Linked DNA regions of Mus musculus: all the other regions are linked to region 1. Evidence: chromatin contacts called from public Hi-C data. All regions are on one chromosome and are shown on one strand. Each heading gives the region's core, a stretch centred on a gene start, on an enhancer-like site or on the middle of the called end of the contact. The rest is flanking DNA. Distances are from core to core; before and after follow the strand shown. Region 1 overlaps Wdr25 (WD repeat domain 25). Region 2 has its middle 35 kb from the start of Dlk1. Region 3 has its middle 16 kb from the start of Dlk1.

Evidence for each region. Hi-C and Micro-C count contacts between places; a contact is called where the count stands out from the background.
Region 2: a contact with region 1 is called in a Hi-C map of cortical neurons, with 2.6 times the contacts expected there. The contact joins two enhancer-like sites. A contact is called at or near these places in 2 of 484 Hi-C or Micro-C datasets (cortical neurons and nephron progenitors), 9 of 115 datasets of contacts at active chromatin or transcription factors (the NIH/3T3 cell line, bone marrow-derived dendritic cells, embryonic basal ganglia and 6 more) and 1 of 9 other capture datasets (embryonic stem cells).
Region 3: a Hi-C map of the N1E-115 cell line shows a contact between it and region 1, with 5 times the contacts expected there. The contact joins two enhancer-like sites. A contact is called at or near these places in 1 of 39 promoter capture datasets (hippocampal neurons), 1 of 15 datasets of contacts at CTCF or cohesin (the NIH/3T3 cell line), 1 of 484 Hi-C or Micro-C datasets (the N1E-115 cell line) and 7 of 115 datasets of contacts at active chromatin or transcription factors (astrocytes, craniofacial prominence, embryonic basal ganglia and 4 more).

Annotation. Positions count from the first base shown.
Region 1 is chr12:108,951,374-108,956,021 of GRCm38.p6, forward strand. The region is part of intron 2 of Wdr25 (WD repeat domain 25); the gene reads left to right. Among named protein-coding and RNA genes, the nearest start is that of Wdr25, 59 kb to the left of the region's middle. Within about 2 kb of position 2,603, at least 50 of the 459 cell types and tissues checked have an H3K27ac peak or open chromatin away from gene starts, as enhancers often do. A contact at or near this core is called in the N1E-115 cell line, cortical neurons and forebrain, where this site is marked.
Region 2 is chr12:109,415,904-109,420,322 of GRCm38.p6, forward strand. No RefSeq gene overlaps it. Among named protein-coding and RNA genes, the nearest start is that of Dlk1, 35 kb to the right of the region's middle. Within about 2 kb of position 2,523, at least 98 of the 459 cell types and tissues checked have an H3K27ac peak or open chromatin away from gene starts, as enhancers often do. A contact at or near this core is called in cortical neurons and forebrain, where this site is marked.
Region 3 is chr12:109,435,366-109,440,221 of GRCm38.p6, forward strand. No RefSeq gene overlaps it. Among named protein-coding and RNA genes, the nearest start is that of Dlk1, 16 kb to the right of the region's middle. Within about 2 kb of position 2,651, at least 78 of the 459 cell types and tissues checked have an H3K27ac peak or open chromatin away from gene starts, as enhancers often do. A contact at or near this core is called in the N1E-115 cell line, where this site is marked.

The DNA.
Region 1 (4,648 bases), core at 1,353-3,852:
CTGGGATGCTGGCTTCCTGTTCCGGTTCCTTTGGTTCCTTCCCTGTACAGAGGATCACAGTCCCTGCTTTTGGAGAGCAGCAGTATAGGTTTAAGGCAACAGGCATCTGGCATCCTGTATAGGGACATAAACTGCTTCTCCTGTTGCTCTGTCCACTGGTCCTGCTGTAACCTGCTGTCCCCACCTCCACACCCCACGCCTCCCACTTCGGTGCTGCTCCCAGCCCTGCAGGAGGCAGAAGATGCCTCTTTCCCTCCTTGCTCCTTTGTGATGTTCTCTCTTGACACACTGCTGTTTTCTGAAAAGCAGAAAGGAAACAGTTTAAGTTGGGGAGGCAATCCCCAGGGCCCCATTTTACACGATTGTCCCATTTCTAAACTTGAGTTAATAAGAAGAAACAAAGTGGTAGGTCGATTTGCACAGGAGACGAATATCATCCTGACGATTATGTAAATATTTATGTGTTCTGGCATTCTCATTTGGTTACTGGTGTCTAATTTCCGAGTCTCATAATGAAGTGTAATTTGGAGGAGCTTTGCAAAGGCAGGCACGGCCTCGGAATCATTTGATATGTTCGGGAAACTTAGTTTCCGTTGGTCCTTTTCATCAGTTGTCTTTAGATCCCCTTCAAGTTCTTTGTGACTTGACAACAGCTTTCAGCCTGATGAAGACAGGGCTCTTAAACATTACTAGGAATTCAGAAGAGCTTTATAATATTGTCGCTTAATAAGAAAATGCACCCATTGGCAGGGCTTGGGATTTATAGCTTCAAATGGATTTCAGCTTGGAGTTTTAGCCCTCTGTGTTCCTGCTCTTCCCAGGGCTATGAGAACGGTTTTTTAATTAAGTCAAATTGAATTGAATGAGCTTTTATTGAACACCCCCTCTGTGCTAGACACCAGCTCCTTAACCCTTGCACTGCCCCATAGCTATGGGGAGCTGAGCCAGCCTAGGGCCTGCAGGTTTAGCCCCCATATCCACCATCTTCCAACTGGATGGTCTGCTCTGGAGGGTGGGGTTGGCAGTGGGTCTGGTTCATTCTCTCTCTCTCTCTCTCTCTCCCTCTCTCTCTCTCTGTCTCTTTCTCTCTCTCTCTGTGAGATCTGCCTGCCTCTGCCTCCCGAGTGCTGGGATGTGGGTCTGACTCTTAAGCTCATTCTTCTGAAGCCAGTTTTTAGCACAGTTGACTAAGAAGGCTCAGGCCAGTGGCTTTACATCATGTTTAGCCTTTTTTAATCTTCTAGCCACCCCATAAAGTTCCATACATTTTCCCTATCTTATATCTAAGAAAAGGAAGACTCAGAGAGGTATAGTATGAGGCTTAGGGCCACACAGCTGGTAACAGGCAGAGCTAAGATTTGAGTTCAGCATAGTCAGTCTTCTAAATTGTAGTTACTTCAAGCACCTCTCTTGAGGCCTGTGCTTTCTGGCTCGTGATCAGGTTACCCTGCTCTGAGACAGCCCAGCAGTGTGGCATGGAGCAGTGGGCCAGAGCCTTCTTGGGCACTTTCTGACTGTGTCCTAGGAAGGTGCCACTTCTCCTCTTGCCCTTTACTTGCTGGTGATGTATGGCATGACATCATCTTGGGTGGTTGCTGGTTATAAGTAGCATGTGTAAGCCATGGCTGTCATGCATTGACTCAGGCAGATACTCTCAACATGGAGGCTCTGCCTGGGCATCCCTGGCTGGTCAGGTTCATCCACGGGTCCCATCTCACATGTATATCACATGGCTGGCTGCCAATAGGATTGAGTGAATGGCAGCCTGGCACAGTATGTACCACCATTGTAGCCATTCATGAGATCTTAATGCTTAGGAAGGAGCTAGGCCTGCCAGCAGTTGAGGGAAGCTGTCAGAATAAAGGTTTGCCTGTCTCATGAAAGCGAACTTGTAAACCTAATGACTGCTGGGCTGTGGAAGAAGTGTGTCATCTGGGTTTCTCACTTGCAACAGAACTCTCTGGAAGGACAGTTGGCATCTCCCCGTTGCCGTGTGGGGGTGGACACGTTTTATGTGACAGCAAGGCAAGAAAGCTAACAGTGATCTCTGAGGAGTTATGCTCAGCTTAACCCTTTGAATTGCTACAGCTTTAACATCAGCTCCGGGAATACTCGCAGATATCTCTCGCTGTCCGTGTTCTCTCTGAAAATACAAATGACTTGAATGTCTGAGGATTTGGTAAAGCATTGGTGTTAACAGGGATAGTCAGAGTGTGCTCAGGTGCTGGGGGGAAGGTGGGAAGTTTGTCCCAGGGCTCAGATCCATGTCTCCGAGACAGGACTCCGTGTGAAGAGCTGTATGTAGAAAGCTGTCCTGTCCTGTTCCTGTCACGCTACTCTTTGATAGAATGTTTAATTGAGGCAGGTTTTCTGAGAGCATTGTTTGAAGTAACTCAGGGGTAGAAGGTAGTGTTTCCCCCCGGGATTCCACTTCCTGCTGCACATTGAAGGCAGTTGTTGTAGGCAGTGTTCTGATGCATTTGCTCCTGCCCAGTAGAGCACTCCAGGATTCCTTGGCTGCGAACCCCTCCTACTCCAGTGGAGACCAGCAGCACTCAGCCAGCCCTTTTGGCTGTGGGCAGCAGGGTGGCGCTAGACACCTGGCTTTTAGTCCCCAGGAGGCTTGCCTCTCCAGGCTGTTCTGAGCTCCTGTTTTGTGTTAGCTGTAGAATGGGGCCCCATAATGAGGTTGGGGGGTGGGAGCAGGGAGAGGCTGATGAGCCTGATGCAGAAGCTGTGCCCTGTGGGGACCTGTACTGAGCTCCACAGGAGAAGAACTCCACTGCACAGACAGGCGTGCTGCGTGCTGCCCGTGTGGGGGAGCCTGGCGCTTCCCCAGCAGGTGTCCTCCTTCAGATGGACTTGGAGCCTTGTCCCTAATGTTTATTGCCTTTCTTCTTTAGGGATAGCGATCTGCAGGTCAGGCTTATTTGCGAGATCCATATTACTTCTGATTATTTATGAATGGATTGGCCAGGGGGAGGCAACCAACTCGATTAATTCATCAGTGAGGCAGCTGGAAGGACCTGTGACAAATAGTGCAGGCTGTCATTTGGCCAAAGATTGTCTGTGCTGGGATTGTTCCCCCAGGATAACCATGATGACAAACATAATTGACATTTTTTATTAACCCTGAAATGATTAAAGATGCTGTTGCTGAATTTGTGTCAAAGTACCCAGTCCCTGGCATTTTGAGAGGACTCGGTGTGGGGCCAGTAAACAGCCTGTGCTTACTTCCTGTTCATCACTTTAATCAGCCAAGGCAGACAGACAGAGCCCTGCCTGATTTGGTCCTGAAACCAGGCCAGAGACAAGACTCTGTTTTCCAGAACTCTCTGGCATCACCGTCATGAACACACAGGAGGCACTCTGTTCAACAGTCTACTTAGTCATTGGTTAGCAGATTCTGACATTCCAAGGTGTGGGCTTGGGGGACTTTCCCTAGGAGCTGCAGTGGCAGGTGGAGGCACAGGCAGATTTGGATGGGGGGCTATGTGCTGTTTGGGGGCAGGATAGACTGTCAGACTGAGTGGGCGAGGGAGCCGTGTGGGGGGCAAGTGTAAAGAGTAAATTTTGGTTAATGTATAAATGAATGGATTTAATTACATTTTATATGTGTATATCATTGTACTTAGCTCCTATCTGATCCCTCCCTCATTTCCCCTGGTCTCTGGGTCTCCCCCCCCTCCCTCCCCCTCTCCCTCTCTCCCTCCCCCTCCCCCTCACACACATACTTTAAGTGAGGTACAGTGGTGTGCTCTTTAATCCTAGCTGTCAGGAAGCAGAAGCAGGTGGATCTCTGAGTTCCGGTCAGCCAGGACTATATGGTAAGATTCTATCTAAACAAACAAACAAACAAACAAACAAACCAGAAGCACCACCACTACTACCACCAAGAACAACAACAACAACAAAAAACCCATCAACAACAAAACTACAAAGAAAACAAAAGCCAACCCCCCCCCAAAGCAGACCGTGTTTGCCTGAGTGAAAGACATGCACCATGCGTGCTCTCGCCCCCCTGCTTGCTATCCTGTTTGCTTAGATTCCTCCCCACACGTGCCTCTGTTTACTCTTATTTTAACCTACATTTTATTTGTGAGGAAACATGCAAGGTCTGTCTGTCTTTCTGATTCTGTCTACTTTAGTTTAATGTGACAATTCCCAGTTCCATCCGGTTTCCTGTGACAGAATTACACTCTCCTCCTCTCTTTAGTGAGGCAGGATCTCTCTGTGTAGCCTTGGCTGTCCTAGAATTCACTCTGTGGATCAATCTGGTCTTGAACTCAGAGATCTACTTGCCTCTGCCTTCTGACCATTGGGATTGAAGGTGTGTACCTGGCTATTTCATTCTTTACAGTGGAATAAAACTCCATTGTGGGTGCATATGCATATATACAAACCTTTAAAAAAAATCTTGTTTTGTTTATGTGTAGTGTAGGTATGTGTATATGTATACGCACGATTTGTACACACTACTACTTACTTGTAGGGTCAGAAGACAACCTCAGGTGTTAGCCTTCGCCTTCCACCTTGTTTGACGCAGTCTCTCTTTATTTCTGTATACCAGTCTATTTGGCTCACAGTCTCCTGGGATTTTTCTGTTTCTACCTCTTGTTGGAGAGCTGGGCTTGCAGAGACTTGCTAT
Region 2 (4,419 bases), core at 1,273-3,772, 460 kb after region 1:
GTGCATGTGGGTGCATTGCACACCTGAAATTCCCATAGCCAGTCAGTGAACTTGGCATGACAAGACTCAAAGGCAGGGAACAAATCCAGCTAGAGCTGTGAGTGCTGTGGGCCAAAGGGCAGCTCAATGAAAAGAACACAAAGTAGACGTGTCTGGCAGGGGTCGCCCACCTCGCACCTCTCCCCTTCTGTCACGATTGGCTTAACCACTTGAAGCTCCCATCCCTGTCTCAAAGGCAGAAGGAGGGAGAGCGTCACCCAGGCTGCGCTCAGACTTGTGGGTCTGGCTCAGGCTTTCCCACTGCCAGGTGTTCTCTGATCCCCTCTAGGTCCCTCCCAGAGCCTTGAAGGGACCAAACCCTATGTCCCCTGCTCTACTTGAGCCTCCTTTCTAGGCCTGTCAGAGTCAGGGCTCATGGCAAGTGAAGGAGGAGCTGTGAGCATAAGGAGGGGCTGTCCTAGCGCTACTTGGAGTCCTGGGCCTCCCAACTTACTCCCTCCATGCTGGTGGTACCACTGATCCCACTGCAACCCCTCCAAACTCTAAAACTTCTTAACCAGAAGTGGGGACATGCTGGGTTCTTCTTGCTAAATCCAGACAGCCTCCAGGTGGCAGCCATCTTCTCCTGGTCCTGGGGTCCTGACTGACTATTGTTCCTGTCTGACCATGACCTCCATGTCTTGGGTGGGCTATCATCATCCTGAGACCTTGGGGGGAAAACATGACCCAAGCTGCTGTAAAGGCCACCTTCCTGGACCTGACCCTTGGAAAGGAGAATGGATTAACCTCAAGGGAGAGCCGATTTTCTTTGTGTATGTAGCTCAGGGATGGACAGGGGGCACCAGGCAGGAATATCCTGCGTCTTCGCTTTCCCCACATCTCCAGCAATTCAGGAGAGGCCTACAAAACAATGGGAGGAGAGCCAGGCAATCCAATCCGGCCCCGGGTTTCTGCAACATTCTAAACATGATCTCAGAGGACTTAGGTGACCCCCTAGAGAATGGAGGGAGGCCAAGAAATGTCAGAGCTGGGTGTGTTGGAGTTACAGTGAGGAGGGTAAGGGACAGGTAGAGAATCCTGGAATCTGTCAACTGCAGACAAGTCTAAGCTCCTTGTCAGCTAGAAGGAATGAAGAGCTGACTCTCCCTCTTGTCCTTCTCCCCACCCTGGGGACAGGCTCCAGACAGGTGAAGACATTTTCCACTGGCCCTCCTGTGACCTTACAGCAGCTTTCCTGAATACCCCCCAGCCCTCCCCAGAAACCCCATCCTGGCTCCACATGCAGCCTTGGGGACATCTGGAGAGACGGGGTTGACCTCCCCCTCTGGTTCATACATTATTGCCTTTGTCCTCTGTCTCATCCCTGCTAAGGCCATGTCCTCTGTCTCACAGGCCCCTCTCGCTCTGGTCCCCATGCCACAGTGACAATGAGCCAGGAATGCCACTTCCTCGGGATCCAACCCTGGGCTTCAAGCTGAGGCTTCTCCTCCCTACAGTTCTGCCTGCACGCCCCTCCACGGCCAGGCGGCCTCACCTTACTAGGCCCACGTGGCCTGTTTTCCCTGGGTGTCCCTCATGTGGGAGCTGTCTCTCTCCACAAGACCCCACGGCCAGTCTAGGTCTAGGCAGGGCTCCACTGGGAGCCCCAGGGAGGGGGGCGATCAGCAAAGGGCTGTGAGCACATGAAGGAATGAGAGCACGTGAATCCAGGAAGGAGGGGACTATGGCGCCTCAAAGGGTGTGGGCTGCTCTCCCCTCTCCTCTTGGAGACAACACTGCTCTGTGTGCAATCTGCTTTCCAGGCCCCTCTCCCCCTTCAGAGCAGAAGGCCAATGGGGCCTCCCTCCCCAACGTGCACCAAGGCCAAAGCTCTGGGCGTCTACCTTGCCTGCTGTCAGCGTGGGCATGACTTATGTGGCTGCTTGGCCCCTGCTCCTCCGGTATGGGGGGATTAATCACCCTGTCTCTGGAGGGGGGGCGGTGATGTTGGGCCAGAGAAACAAGGAAGGGGCTGCCTGTGTGCGTGGTGAGGCACTGAGCAAACCTTGAAACGGATGGAATGGCTGCAGGCAGGGGCCCTGGGCCCCCAGGAGGCCCCTCCGCCCCCTTGGCAGAGCAGACTGCATCAATATTCCACAGGCAGGGCTGGTGAGGCCCTGACTGACTCACACTGGCTGACTAATCTGAAAGTAAGCTGTTTCTACTGCAAGTGGGAAGCTCAGGGAATCTTAAAAACCAAGGGATGGAGCCCTGACTCGCGTTCTAGAATTTTCCTCTTGCTAGGGAGCTGCTCAGCCCCTGCTTGTGTCACATCTTTGGATTGTCCCTCTGTCATGTATCCCTGGGGAAACCGTGGCCAAACTTGGACTGGGGGGGGGGGGCTGCTGGACCCTATTAAATCAAATTCATAGAGCAATGGGGACAACAAGACAAGCAAGACAGTCCCCAAAGGATGTTCCCACAAGCGACACTCAGTGGCACATGACACAGGCCTGGGAGACAGGTCTGTGAGCCAGGATAGGCATGAAGTCTTCTCTAAGTGTGGTAAGCTGCAGGCATTGTTCCTTCTAGGCCCAGGACTCACTGTGTAAAGGGCAGGGCTAGCTCTCAAGCTACAGAGGGGGTGATCCAGAGGCACAGAGAGTGGAGGTAATGCACACAAGGCCACACAGCTGCTAAGGGTAGGTAGAATGGAGACTGGAATTCAGGGTGTTTGCTGCCACCACCATCAGCTTTCCCAGTCTAGCTCACCACACCCCACATTAAAGAGAGGTGTGGAACAAGGTCTTTCAGGCTTGAGCCGGTAATGCTGTGTGCACGCGTGCCCATGAATGTTCACGTGTGTTTGAGTGCCTGGGTGTGCGTCTTATGTGAAGGTCGGAGGTGGAGCTCAGTGACATTTCTCACTGTCTGTGTAAATACCGTCTCAGTGTCTGTGAGGTGCTGCCTGTCCACTTTGAGGTGTAAGATAGGGATCTCTTACTCAGCCTGAAGATGTCTCATTAAGACTAAGCTATGTGGCTGCTGAGCATCATCTCCTGGGCCCCGGAATGACAAGCATGCACTGATGGCTTTTAAATAAAGATTTATTCATTTTCATGGCGTCTTGGGTAGCTCACTCAAGTGAAAGGTGCCTCCAGGCCCTAAGGTGACAGTTTCCCTCTACTCTTGGCCACAGAATGAGAAGGTGGGGTAGGGAAGCTGAGACTCTTCAGACGTAAGTTCATAGGCTATGGAGGCCAGTGTCTTTCACCCACTGCAAATCGTTGGCAAACCAAGGTGACTGTGCCTCAGTTTACCCCAGAACGTGGGAATCCTAATAACAGCAGCTACTGTTTTGTTTATTTTTATTGCTTTTTTTTTTTTTCTGCACATGTTTACGAGGGTGCCTGCATGTGTGGAACCCAGAGGTTGGCGCCGCTGGGTATCTTCCTCGATCGCTGTCTTTACTCAAAATAAGACACGGCTTCACACAGAATCCGGAGCTCATGGATTCCACCAGGCTGGCTGGCCACTACCTCAGAAGATGTCTCAGTCTCCACCACTCCAGTGCTGGGGTGACATTCATGCGTCACAATGTCTGAGTTTTACATGGGTGTTGGGAATCTGAATTCAGGTCCTTATGATAGCATGGGAGACAGTTCACCCAGTGAGCTCTCCTTGCTAATAGTGTGTCCCTAAATGGGTCTCTGTACACATTATCATCACCATCCTCTCTCTGTCTCTCTGTCTCTCTGTCTCTCTGCCTATCTCTCTCTCTCTCTCTTTCTCTCTCTCTCTCTCTCTCTCTTTCTCTCTGAGACACAGTTGCCATGTAGCTCAGGCTGGCCTCCATATTGCTACCTAGCCAAGAGCAATACTGACCTTGTGATCCTTCTGCCTCAGCTTTTGGGTGCTGAGGCTACAGACCTGCACAGTTTGTGCAGAGCTGGGTACTGAACCCAGACTTTAAGCACCTATCCAGTGGGCTGTATTCCCAGCCTCACCAGCAATCCAATGCTCCCATTGAACCCTCTTCTTCAAAGGTGAATGTGATGCACACATGGACCAAGGTAAGTGAGGACTTGGGCATGGCTTAGGGGAGGCACCTGAGGACGCCATTTGACCATAGCGTCTCTGTTCTTCCCGAGCTGGCTGTGTGTTTTAGGGCAAGCGTCTCAGCCTCTCTGAGACCCAGAAGCTTCCTACAAAAAGGGATGATATCAGGCACCGTATTTCCTGGGAAACTTGGAAAGTCCTGCTGAGGCAGCTCATCAAGCAGGCCTGGCACATGGCCTGGTACTTTTAAAGTGCCGATTAGTGCTTGCCTCCGTGATTACGAGTGACTGGCACCCAGCCCGGACAGGCTCACCTGCCTTGAAGCCACAGCCCGCTCTAGGGCCACCTCCATGCTCGCTGGGAAGCTGCTTCTCTGACAGC
Region 3 (4,856 bases), core at 1,401-3,900, 480 kb after region 1:
TTGGTTATGAATTCTTGGCAATTTTTCTGGCTTAGCCTTCTTTGTTCTGTGACCACGGGAGTATGATGCTATACCTGCCTTTAAAAGTACAATTTGTGGGGCTGGAGAGATGGCTCAGTGGTTAGGAGCACCGACTGGTCTTCCAGAGGTCCAGAGTTCAAATCCCAGCTACCACATGGTGGCTCACAACCATCTATAATGGAATCTCATGCTCTCTTCTGGTGTGTCTGAAGACAGCTACAGTGTACAGTGTACTCATATACATAAAATATGTCCTTTTCTTTTTTTTTTTTTTTTTTTTTGGTTTTTCAAGACAGGGTTTCTCTATGTAACCTTGGCTGTCCTGGGACTCACTCTGTAGGCCAGGCTGGCTTCGAACTCAGAAATCCTCCTGCCTCTGCCTCCCGAGTGCTGGGATTAAAGGTGTGCACCACCACGCCTGGCTCATAAGTCTTTTTAAAGACAAAAATAAAATATAATTTTAAGTCCCACATGTCTCGAATAAAAGGCCAACCCCACTCAGTCTGGGCTCTGAGGTGGTCCACAGTTGGGCATCTGGGAAGTCACAGGGAAGGTCCTCCCAGAGAGCTGTGGGATGGCCCAGTGCCAGACTGCAGCCACAGTCCTCTGATCCCAAGGAGGCCAACTCTTGAAGGGTCCCAGTGTGTGATTTTCTCGTCTCTCAGTCTTCTGCCCTCTCTGATTTTTCTTTAAATAGCACAACAGCAGCAAAGCCAACCAGTTACTTCTCATTTTAAATTCTCACTCTGTCTCCAAATCCCAGCTGAAAGGCAAACTCCCTGGCCAGAGCACTCAGTCTCCACTCAAAGGCAACCCCCAGCCTTCACACGCTCCCTTCTGCCCCTATGCTGGACCCAGAGGGCCACGCACGGGAAATAGAAGGGATCATCTCCGGGCTTTGTAGATATGGCTGCAGCAGCAGAAGACATAAAGAGAGACTCAGGATCCTTCTCTGTCCTGTTCTCCACAACCACACCTGGCCCAGAGACACCCCTCCCCCCAGATTCCCACAGGTCAGTTACTGGCCCAGGCCTCTGGGTGGCACTACCAGTCCTAGGCTGGAGCAGTCCCTGCCTTGCCCCGCCCCGCCCTTTCCACACCTCTCGGGACTCTTCTCATATATCCCCCTGGGGTGGCAGCCAGGACCAGGCTTCCAGGAAGGGGAGAGCCCAAAATATCTCTTCTGTCCTGTTCAAAGTAGCCCCACGGCAGGCTGAGACCGATGTACATCCCACGTTCCCTAATTGGGGGTGGACGGGACAGAGGACCACTCTGGGAAAAGGCCCTTGTTTGTACAAGGAAGGGCCAAAGGTCTCAGATCCGTGTCACCGCAGAGTCTGTGTGAAAGTGGCGCTGGCCTTCAGAGAACCACATTAGGGAGAGCTTTATGTTTGTATAGGGAAGGACAAAGGTCTGGGAACGATGTTACCACAAGAGCTGAGCAAAGTGAGACTGTCCTTCACACATCGGGGTGGGCAGTGTGGGTGAAGAAGCCACTGGAGGAAGCAGGGCTTCGTTCTTTCCATGTTCACACAGAGAAACAGCCCCTGCCTGGGCCTCTGGCTCCCTTCCGCATCCTCACACACCCCTGAACGGGCCTCTTCTGTGCGCCCCTCCTGCTGAGGGGATGTAGAAGACCTTCACCGCCCTGACACCAGGGAGCCATTTGGCCAAGCCTGGCTGTACGGATGGGAAACTGTATGGAACAGGCCGTAGTCTGGACTGTGTCTCACGTAGCTGTCTGTTCTGCTCCCATGAGGGGTGAGAGCATCCAGCCACCTGGCTGCGTTTGCTGGGAACGGACGTCAGGAGCAGTGACTGGAAGGCAGGGGGCCTAGTTGGGGAGGGAGGAACTCTGCAGGCTTGAGGCACCTTCCACCCCATATGACTGCCCAAAAAAAATACCTTGCTCGGGAGAACAAGGACCCCTCTCACATCCCCCACGTTTTAGACGGCCCATTACCACAGTTACAGACTCCTGGCTGTCTTTGGGTCCCCTCTCCTCATACACAGCTGACTCTGCCAGCTTCCTCTGCCCGGCCCCCACACTGCCAAGGCTGATAGGATTGGGCCACGGGGAGGAGTGAACCCCCAGAACTATCCGTCAGAATGCCTGGACAATCAATGCCTGGGAACGTCTGTGCTTCCAAAAATTTGTTATCGGTCTTCCTCTTGGGCCTCCTGAGCAGCCTGTATTGAGGAAGTTTGGAACAAGCAGTATGGTTCCTGGGACATGAGTTATGACAAGCCTGTGGCTTCGTGACTGGAAGGACTGGGGCCCTGGAGGGATTTATCACTCTGAAGAGAACCTTCAGAGGGCTTCATTAGGCTGAAAACGATAATGAATAGGCTCCCCTTGCCTGCATTCATTCACAACGGCTCTCCTCTTATCTGTTCCCTACAGGAGCCACTCTCTGAGGAAATGCAGACATCCCGGGGATGAACTGGTAACTGCTGCAGAGTAGGCGCCTTCCAGCCCTCTTCCTCCTCCACGTTGGCGAGGCGAGGCCAGGAGACCCGCCGGCAGGGGGCGCAGCCAGCTCGCCGAGAGCAGGGGCGCTAGGCGGGGCAGGTGTGCTGCCCGGGGAGCCAGCGGGACCCAGGGTGGTAGAAAAGTTGAGGCACGCAAAGGGGGAGTAGGGCGAGCCTTCTGGGGCCTTCAGGCCTGCACTGCCTTCCAGATAACCACATCCGGCCATGTATGGATATAAGCCAGATGCCGCCATCTCCCCCACTCTGTTTCTTTTTCTTTTAGAAGTGGTTTAAAGAGTAACACTGACTCTCTTCCGCACGACACTTTAAGGAGTGAATCCTCCTTCCACCCCAGTCCCCGCCCACTCAGCAGAGGTGAATGCAGTAACAGTTTCTTGTGTGATCTTCCTGAAACATCTATGTCTGTGTAAACATATACATAGAAAAGTGGATCTGGTACGTTCCCTTTCACACTACATAAATGAGTTCATTATATACACACTGTTCTGTCTGGAGCCTTTCTTTCTTTCTTTCTTTCTTTCTTTCTTTCTTTCTTTCTTTCTTTCTTTCTTTCTTTCTTTCTTTTTTTTTTTAAATCTTACCACTACTCATCTTGGGGATATGTGAATGTATTTTCCCTGTCTGTGTTAAACGGAACAGACGCAGGAGTGGGAGGGGGACTTGCTAAGGAGGAGAACTGCCTTTAAACTTCTACTTCTGTGTCTCTCCTCTATCTTCCCTACTCCAGCCACGCCCCACAGCACCCCACTCCTCTTCCTCTACCCCATCTCTGCCCCTTGGCCTTTCAGCTGTCGCCATGCCCTTCTTCCACCATGGCTGCCACGGTGACCGCTGGGGCTTCTTAAGGCTCTGACCTTGTAGCTTCACTTCTTGGAACCTGCCTGAGCTTTTCCTGTGGCAATGCCCAGTAAGGTCATGTTGGGGACCCCTCCAAGCTTCACCTCCTTAGGGACAGCTGCTCCCCTCACTCTTCTGAGACTCAGCTCCCAAAATAGCCAGGCGCCCGGGTGCCTGGCCTGCCCTGGCTGGGCTTCCTCCTGTTGCCGGGAAGACCTCCCCCTCCCCTGAATTGGCACACTCCTTTGAACCTATCAAGGCCCATCTCTACCTCCACTGGGATGTCTTCCAAAGGCCCTGCTGGGGCCTAGTGGCTCTCCTGGGGCCCAGCTAGAGTAGCTCACACAGTCTGACCTGACCTGCGTACTCTGTCCGTCTCGGGGCTGTTGCCCAGGGCTGGGGACTCTACTTCAGTTGTTGTGGCCTGTTCTTCCCCGCATACATTTTCCTTCCACTAGGCATGTAGCAGACTAGAATGTGCTTACAAGGTCTGCTCCACGTTGCTCCCACTTCAAAGGCCCAGTAACAAGGTTAGAGAGGGGCCAAGAAGGGTGTCCAGCGTGCTAGTGTCTATCTATGTTTCCTTAGCTCTGAGACATGAAACTCTAGACACGATCCTCTTTTCAAAACTCTTGTTTCTTCCTCCAATATGGGAGCTGAAGTCCACACTCAGGCTATCAGTTCAGACACTCTTTAGAGCCTTCCAGACTTGCCAGTGGCATTCCCAGTGCTGAGCAGTGGCTTTACCAGCGAGCATGCCAAATGAGCTCTATTCTTCTCTAGGCTCTGCATAAACGGCCAAGCTGGAACTTGTTGGGATCTTTTGTCCAGGCCAGACTCTACAGGACACACTTGTGTCCTGACAAGTGGCAGAAGTGAACAAGTAAACAACAGGGATTGAATTCTGGGGCGGAGGCAAGTGGCCACATGGGACATGAGCCTCTCAGTGTCTGGGGCAGCACAGGAGGAAGACCCCAGGGAAGACAAGAAGGGACAGAGGGACATCTGACCTTGCCCTAGTGGACACCAGTTTACGGTGGGCTTTATTGTAACTGTCTCCAAGGTCAGAGGAGATATTAAGGCTCTGGGCAGGAGTGCAGAATTGTGCCAGGCCCAACACTGGGATCCACAGGCTCCTTCTCCACTCGCCCATGGACTCCTATGGCCAGTTCCCAGGTTGACACTCCCGGACCCTCTTTGAATTTGTTCCATGGATGATGCTGTTGATCCCACGGTCAGATCTGTCCTCTGTGCTGGTTTGCCCTGCCTTCCTAGTATGGCTATCAAGAGCTTCTCAGTGTCCTTTCTGAGAGAGAGCCACCACAGATGTTTCCACAAAGTCGGGGCCAGGGAACACACGGATGCCCCCATCTGTGTCTGCAAAGCCCTCCCTGCCTGCTCTGTCTCGACAAGTGGGGGTTGGGGGCTGAGAGACCTGGGGGGGAGGGGAGACAGGCAGATGTGGAACCTGGGAACACGGCCAAGGCTTTGTTCCGGACAGTCTT